Linked DNA regions of Anser cygnoides: region 1 is linked to region 2. Evidence: chromatin contacts called from public Hi-C data. All regions are on one chromosome and are shown on one strand. The core of a region is the stretch at or near the end of the contact, and the rest is flanking DNA. Distances in the headings are between cores, read along the strand shown.

Region 1 (3,195 bases), core at 49-2,548, 510 kb before region 2:
GGAGCACCAACTTCTGACTGATGGGCAAAGCGGGACGGGAGGGGAGGAATCCTGGATCTTAAGCAGGCTGTAAGGAAAGAGCGGGCTGTGGTTGTGGAAGAGAAGTTCTGAAGCTGTGAGGATGAAAAGGGCATAGGCAAAGTTTGACTTGATGTGACTGAATGAAAGGGTCAAATATCACGGAGAAAAGAATTCACTAAATCTTGTCAGCCGGCACGTGAGAAGGAGGTGGCAGAAGAATAAAAGGTAGTGCTGACATTGCGAGCCTGGGAGAAGGGGAGGGAGCAGGGAGGGAGGAGAAATTAAGGAAATAATGGAGAAAGGCAGGAAGGGGGAGGGTGGAGGTTATAAGAAATCAGGTGCTCAATTTTGTCCAGGTTGCCCTTGAGCTGGCAGGGGGGTTATCCTGGGTGATGTGCTGAAGAGATTTATGGACATGGGGTAGGGTTGGAAAGACAGATTTGTGAGTTGTCAGCTTAGAGGTGACAGCGGAGCAGCAAGAGAGAACCTTGGGACTGAGCACTGAAGGGGAAGGGAAGGGAGCCCAGGCCAGGCTCTCGGGGGCTTCCAAAGAGGAGGAAGGAACAGCACCACCGGGACGGTCACCGGCCTGCAGGACGTGCGCCAGGAAGCAAGTAGCAGGGGTACCGAGAGCCTAGATAAGAAACGGCTGGGCAGTTTGGTGCATGGAGGGAGCCTGGGCATTTAGAACTGAATCTGGGGAGAAGTCATCAGCGTCGTAGATAAAACTAATTGGTTTTATGACTCCCATGAGTCTCGGAGCACGTCTTTGTGTCCTTCACAGACCCGGAGCTGTACAGTGGCCAGAGGCTGTTGTACTGTTAGGTCTGTCCAGGTTTTCTTGCTGCTGTCAGGGCACAGCTCCACCTGGACAGACCCAGAACAGCATCCTGCCGTAGCGCAGCTGTGAAATAGGAAGGACTGCACCAGGAGGTTCATGTGCAAATAACAACCAGTTGTCATTTGTGAGGAGCTGATAACGTCATAGCTCTGATTCTATGTGCCTGCTGTATACAAATGTATATAAATAACCACAGGATTGTTTAATATTCCCATATTGTAGCACAAAGTAGCACCACTTTTAAACTTCTAGAGGCAGAGAATTTAAGTGCCTCACTTCCATGGTTGGGAGAAGATGGTTGTGAGGCAACTCAGGTACCACCTCAGGGTATGCAAAGGTAGGTTTTTTAAGGATCATTCCGACCTTCACTGGTTCCACCAGGAGACGTACACCCAGATTTTGTGGAAAGTGAACGCTGGGGAAAGGAACTTCTGGGGAACTTCATTCACAAGTCCTAGTTTTAAGAGGTGCCGAGCGATGCAAATACCCTGCAAGCAGTCAGAACAGTGTGTGGAAACCACTTGGGTGGGAACTCGATGCCTAGGAAGTCCCGGTAGGCACTTCTCCACATCCTTAGGTACCTAAATACCTTTAGCCACCTGGCCCTGGGCAGTAAGGTCTAGCAAACCATCAGGCAGATGTTGCAGTTAGGGAATTTGATCTTGGCTAGGATACAGACGGTGTGATTTCAGATCATGGATTTTTTAGCTATTTTCAATAAATAGTTTTTTATTTGACTTTTATTTTGAAGCTTCTGATTTTAGGCTGCTATTTTAAACCTCTCTCAGCTGGTGACTCTGATTGCTTTTCAAACCTTCTATTTTATAACCTTTGTACTCTTCTGCATGAATCTAGGCCAGGTTCCCGCCTCCTGTTTGCTTTCCAGGGTCTTTGAGCTTTAAGCAAAACGCAGTTTGGGTCTGCTGAGGCTAGGAACCTTAGGAGACCCCACTGTTGGTTTTTTAACTGGTACATATTTGGGTGAGTCGCCATCCATGTGAATCGTTCACTACACTGTGTCTAGTTTAGTCAAGCCCAATTAAAATAAAATTTGGATGCATCTTTGCCTCCTTTGGGGCAGGGCTTGTTCTTGAATACCAATGGAAAGCAAAGGTGGATGCTGTCACATAGCAAGAAGAAATTAAGAAAGGAGCAAATTTTACAGCTCTCCTGTGATCATTGTTCAAGGGAGAAGTCAGGGAGAGCTCCCGTGCGATGAGAACGAAGGTCTAATTGATGGCCTGATTCTCCATGGCTGTGCAGCCATCCTTTCCTTCTTTGCTTCTAATAAACGCTCTCTGAGTTCACCCCCACATGTGCAAGAAAAATCCATGTGACCAGATAGGGAGACCTTTAAGAAAAGACCAATATTTGCATATCTATTATGGTTATACTCAGTGTTATACTTGTTTCATTAAAATTTCTATTTGGTTAATATGTAAGGTCAATACTGTCACTGTTCTGGAAAATTCATTTATTTTAAAATTGAAGCTAAATGCAGCAAGTATGATTCCCCCCCTGCCTCCATCTGTATAAATCCACTGAGCTTGACAGAGGAAGTAAGGGAAAGCAAAATGGGGCCCCACATGTTTAGAGATGGGGGTCTGCTGTGTGGGAAGAAACATGCTACTTACACAAATCCTAATTTTCAAGGTAAATCACTTGGTATAGATGCTCTGAGTTCCTGTTTTTTTATATTCAAGGGATGGTTATTATTTCAGCTGGGTGCCTACTGAGGTCCATTAGTTTTTACACACCAGTTAAGGTTGTCAATTGCAGGGATTAAAAATATATGAAGGAATACTTAGGATCACTTAAAAGTCCTGTGCTTTCCTAAGGCTGCCAGCTTTCAAACCATAAGCAACCATTTTCAAACAAATTTGCCTGTTGGGAAGGCTGAAGATGGGAGTTCTTTTCCCAGAAAGGAGGAAGAATATAGCTGCTTTCAAAGTCAGGAGTCAGGGGGTTCTGGTATCTTTCTGGCTCACAAATGTTTTTTAGGGCCTTTCCTTTGTCTAAGTTTTCCCAGAGTTTGGGGTCCTCTGTGTGGTCGGTTGTTTTTTGTGAGTGTTGCTTAACAATCCTAAACGCAGCGTCTGCTTCAATTCTCAGAAATCAGGAAAGGGGAGGAAATGATCTAGGACAGCTACTGTGGAAGTCACCTTTAAAGCCTTACAAAAATGTATTAAAACCAAAAGCTATTTTCAACATGCATCAAGGGAAAATGCCTATTAAGATGGATCTGTTTTAATTTCAGCATTTCTGGTGTAAAATCACAGTGTTTCAAAGATTTCATTCTGTATGCAGGAAACCTCCAAGTGTCTGTTCAGTCC
Region 2 (3,345 bases), core at 368-2,867:
AGAATTAGGTAAGGCAAGCAGGGGTCCCACCAGGACTAGCACTCACCAAACACTTGTTTTAGAGACACTTTTGGCTTGTCTTTATTTCTTTTAGAGGCCGCGAGGAGGATACTGCCCTGTCCCTTTCCGTAGGACCCCAGCTCCGAAGTCACAACCTCCCTGTTCTCCAACACTGCTTTAATTCAGGGTCCGCGTTCATAGCACTGGGCGGCTCGTAAATCCTCCCCAGCCCCTGTGCACAAAGCCACCATTCATTCTGGTCATGCCACGACTCCAGGCTGGGCCTGGGGGACTTCCCTGCCGGCGCGCGGCTCGGCGGGACCCCCTCTTTCTTCTCCGAGACCACCACGCAGCAGCAGGGCTTTTCATGTGGCCAGGAGCGAGACTCATGCTTTGAGTCATGTCTCCAATGACCAAGTCTTTTATTTTCCTTCTTTTTTTTCGTTTTTCCCCCTTTTTTAATTTATATTTTTTATTATTTTTTCCAGCTCTCAGCAAGCTTGGCTCTGAAAGGCAGGGTCAGGTGAGGCTGGGAGAGCATCAGTCCTGCTCCCTGGGGCGGTATGGGTGCTTGGGCAAGGCTTGATGCTCACCTGCAGAGAGGCAATGCCCATCCACAAGCCATGTATCGCCCCAATTACCCTCAAATCATTGAAAAGAAATTTCAGATGCCTGAGACGCCAGACACACGCTCTGCCAGCAGGTCCCACACGTCACAGACATGTTTTCCTGCAACCACAAGGCCTCCTGATGCTGCAGAGCTTCTTTTCCAGGCAGATCCTTGGGGACAGTCTATGAGAGAGGTGCTGTGTCCCAGTACACGGGAGTAGGGACAGCATGAGAGGGGTGATCATTGCTCAGGATGCTGATGAATCCCTACCAGGGCAAGCCCCATTGGCACCCGCCTCCCAGTACTGCCCAGCTAGGTTTTCATGCTGCTGCTGTCTCTCTGCTCTACAGAAGAAAGACCAAATAAGTCTGATCAGTTATGGAGAGAAAGAGGAATCCCTGTGGTTTTCTTCCTGCCAAGTTCAGCAGCCTTGCTTTTCCTGGGAGATGTGCTCTGCAAAAGCACGGGATCAGTGTTTGGACAGATCCTTTCAGTCTCTTCTCCAGGACCAAAACATCCAGTGATGGGAAAAGCTTTGTGTGCTCAGATTTAGCAGGCATGCCTGTTGGACATCAAGGAACAGCTTCACCAGGGAACAAGTGCAGACTTCAGCAAAGACAATAGTTTTTGCTGGACTCTGCTATCTAGAGATGAAGCAAACATTTGGGCCCTCTGGGGAAATGCCTGCTTTAATCCCTGCGAGCTCCCCAGCTCAGGCTGGGTGGATGCAGTGGGACGGGCATCACCTGGGGAGAGACCACACTGAGCATGGGGAGCAAGGGTCGGATCAGGGCTCTTGTATTTTATAGGTTAGGGGCTGCGTGCGATGCTGCTGGCCACCCCCTCCACACCTCCAGCCGGGCTGTGAGCCTCTTCCACCAGCGGTGGGAATGAAGCTGAAACCAAAACCTGGGCAGAGGACTTGTGACAGTTCAATCCCTGGCTTGCAAAAAAGGCAAAACCTCCCTCCAGCTGGAGGGCTGATAAGATAAGCAGGAGGGAAGGGCTGAGCCCAGGTGAGGCTCTCCCCACCCCGGGGGCAGAGCCGTGACCCAGGTGTGTTTCGGGCTCGCTCCGCCTCGCCGGGCAGCAGGAAGGGTGACGGAGCAGGAGGCAGGAGGGCACTGCGGGGCCGGATGGGTGACGCTGGCACTGAAGAGCGAAGCCATGGACGTGGTAACTCCCGCGGGCTTCTCCCTTCTGCCACAGCAGGGGCTGAGCTGCATGAAACGCTTGCTGCTTGGCTCCCCTCCACACATTTATAGGCTCAGGCTGCAGGTAGAAGCTCATCCTCCTGGTGAGATGAATGCTCCCAGAGCTGTTCTGCTCTCTGTGGGGCCACCTGGGGATGTTTTCCTGCCCCAAAGCGGGCACTGAGGGGCTGCTGGTGCTAGGCTTCTTCCCCACCGCTCTGAGATGAGCGGCAGTGGCTGCCTCTTAATTTACTGAAAATAGAAGTGGATTTTTAATTTTCCTAAATTTTTTTTTTAGGAGAAACTGGTGAGTTAATGAGTAGCCGGCAGATGTGTGTGGGCAGAGGGCAGCGCCGGTTACACATTCACCCGCGGGAACTCCCTTGGTGATCGAGAGAGGGGAGGAAAACAGAGGCACGTCAGGAGGGAGCGAGCAGTCCTTCCTGTCCCTGTCTTCAGTATGGTTTCTCTCACTGTGTCGATTATTTCTAGAAAAGCAGAAAGGTACTGAGAGCTCAGGCTCCTTTTGGACAGCCCTTATAACAGCACAGACCTCCAGCTGCTGCTCTCTCAGAAAGGTGTCCATACTGAAGCCCTAGGCTGAGCTTTATTCTGCTTCCTAGCATGATATTAATGTTAGAAGAGTACTTTATTTATAGGGAGAAAATATGGAAAGTTTAGCTGTCCCCTGACTCCATAATGCTTGTAGCTTTCCGGCCAGGAAAAGTTTGTTTCTTTTTGATTCTCTCTCTCTCTCTCATCTTGCATGCTCTTTTGCCAAGTGCGTTATTATTCCTGGTGAATTATTTGGCCAGATGTAGCTGTAACGCATGCTGTGAGCTTTTGCCAGTCCTTTAAATTTATGGGTGGCTTCTCCCTACTTTGCTGACCGCTCTAATTTACAGCTGGGTGCCTGGCCCCGCTGTGCAGTGCCTCCCTGGGCTGGGGGCCGGGACTTGACAAGTGCCCTGAGCCGGGCAAGGGGCTTCCAGGGCTCATCTCCCTGAGCTGGCTCCAGGCAGAGCTGGGAAAAACACCCCGCCGAGACCTGGAGAACTCGATGCACATCAGAGGACCGTGCTAACCTCAGCTGGGGGCTGCATGAGCTTTGTGGGGAGGGAGGTGGTGTCAGGGCTGAGGTGCGATTTATGCCGAGCATCCCTGCAGCCCCTGCTGCTGCCAGGAGGTTTGGGGCACCTGGCTGTCTGTGTCCCTCCTGGCTCTGCTCGTGGCACTGACATGAATATCCCAGGTGGCTGCAAAATGGGGAGAACTCTCGCACTGAAGGGCGCCGCGGGCGCATTAAGCACAGATTGTCTTCCTGTTAATTACACGAGTGGTTTGAAGCTGCCATTTCAAGGCGAGAGCAATAACAAGCCGAAGGGGAAAAAGGGAGCCTTGAATCCACCTCTGAGCAATCCAAGGTGCCAGCCAGGGGGCTCTCAGCAGCCCTGTCTGCCCCAGCAAGTACCCAGCCAAAAATCCTGTTTCACCTTGCTTGCGGTGCTGGGCACGCTGAGACACGCAGATATTTCTTCTTTT

The links. A called contact is a pair of places that touch in the nucleus more often than the background predicts.
Region 1: a contact with region 2 is called in a Hi-C map of liver, with 2.0 times the contacts expected there. The contact joins the enhancer-like site here to the promoter of FYB2 in region 2. A contact is called at or near these places in 2 of 7 Hi-C or Micro-C datasets (granulosa cells and liver).

Annotation. Positions count from the first base shown.
Region 1 is chr8:29,530,999-29,534,193 of Taihu_goose_T2T_genome, reverse strand. All of the region lies in intron 8 of OMA1 (OMA1 zinc metallopeptidase), which reads left to right. Among named protein-coding and RNA genes, the nearest start is that of DAB1, 23 kb to the right of the region's middle. Within about 2 kb of position 1,298, at least 1 of the 3 cell types and tissues checked has open chromatin away from gene starts, as enhancers often do. A contact at or near this core is called in liver, where this site is marked.
Region 2 is chr8:29,017,088-29,020,432 of Taihu_goose_T2T_genome, reverse strand. FYB2 (FYN binding protein 2) reads left to right here and starts at 1,617. Exons shown (of 20, transcript XM_048062074.2): 1 at 1,617-1,786. The coding sequence starts at 1,778.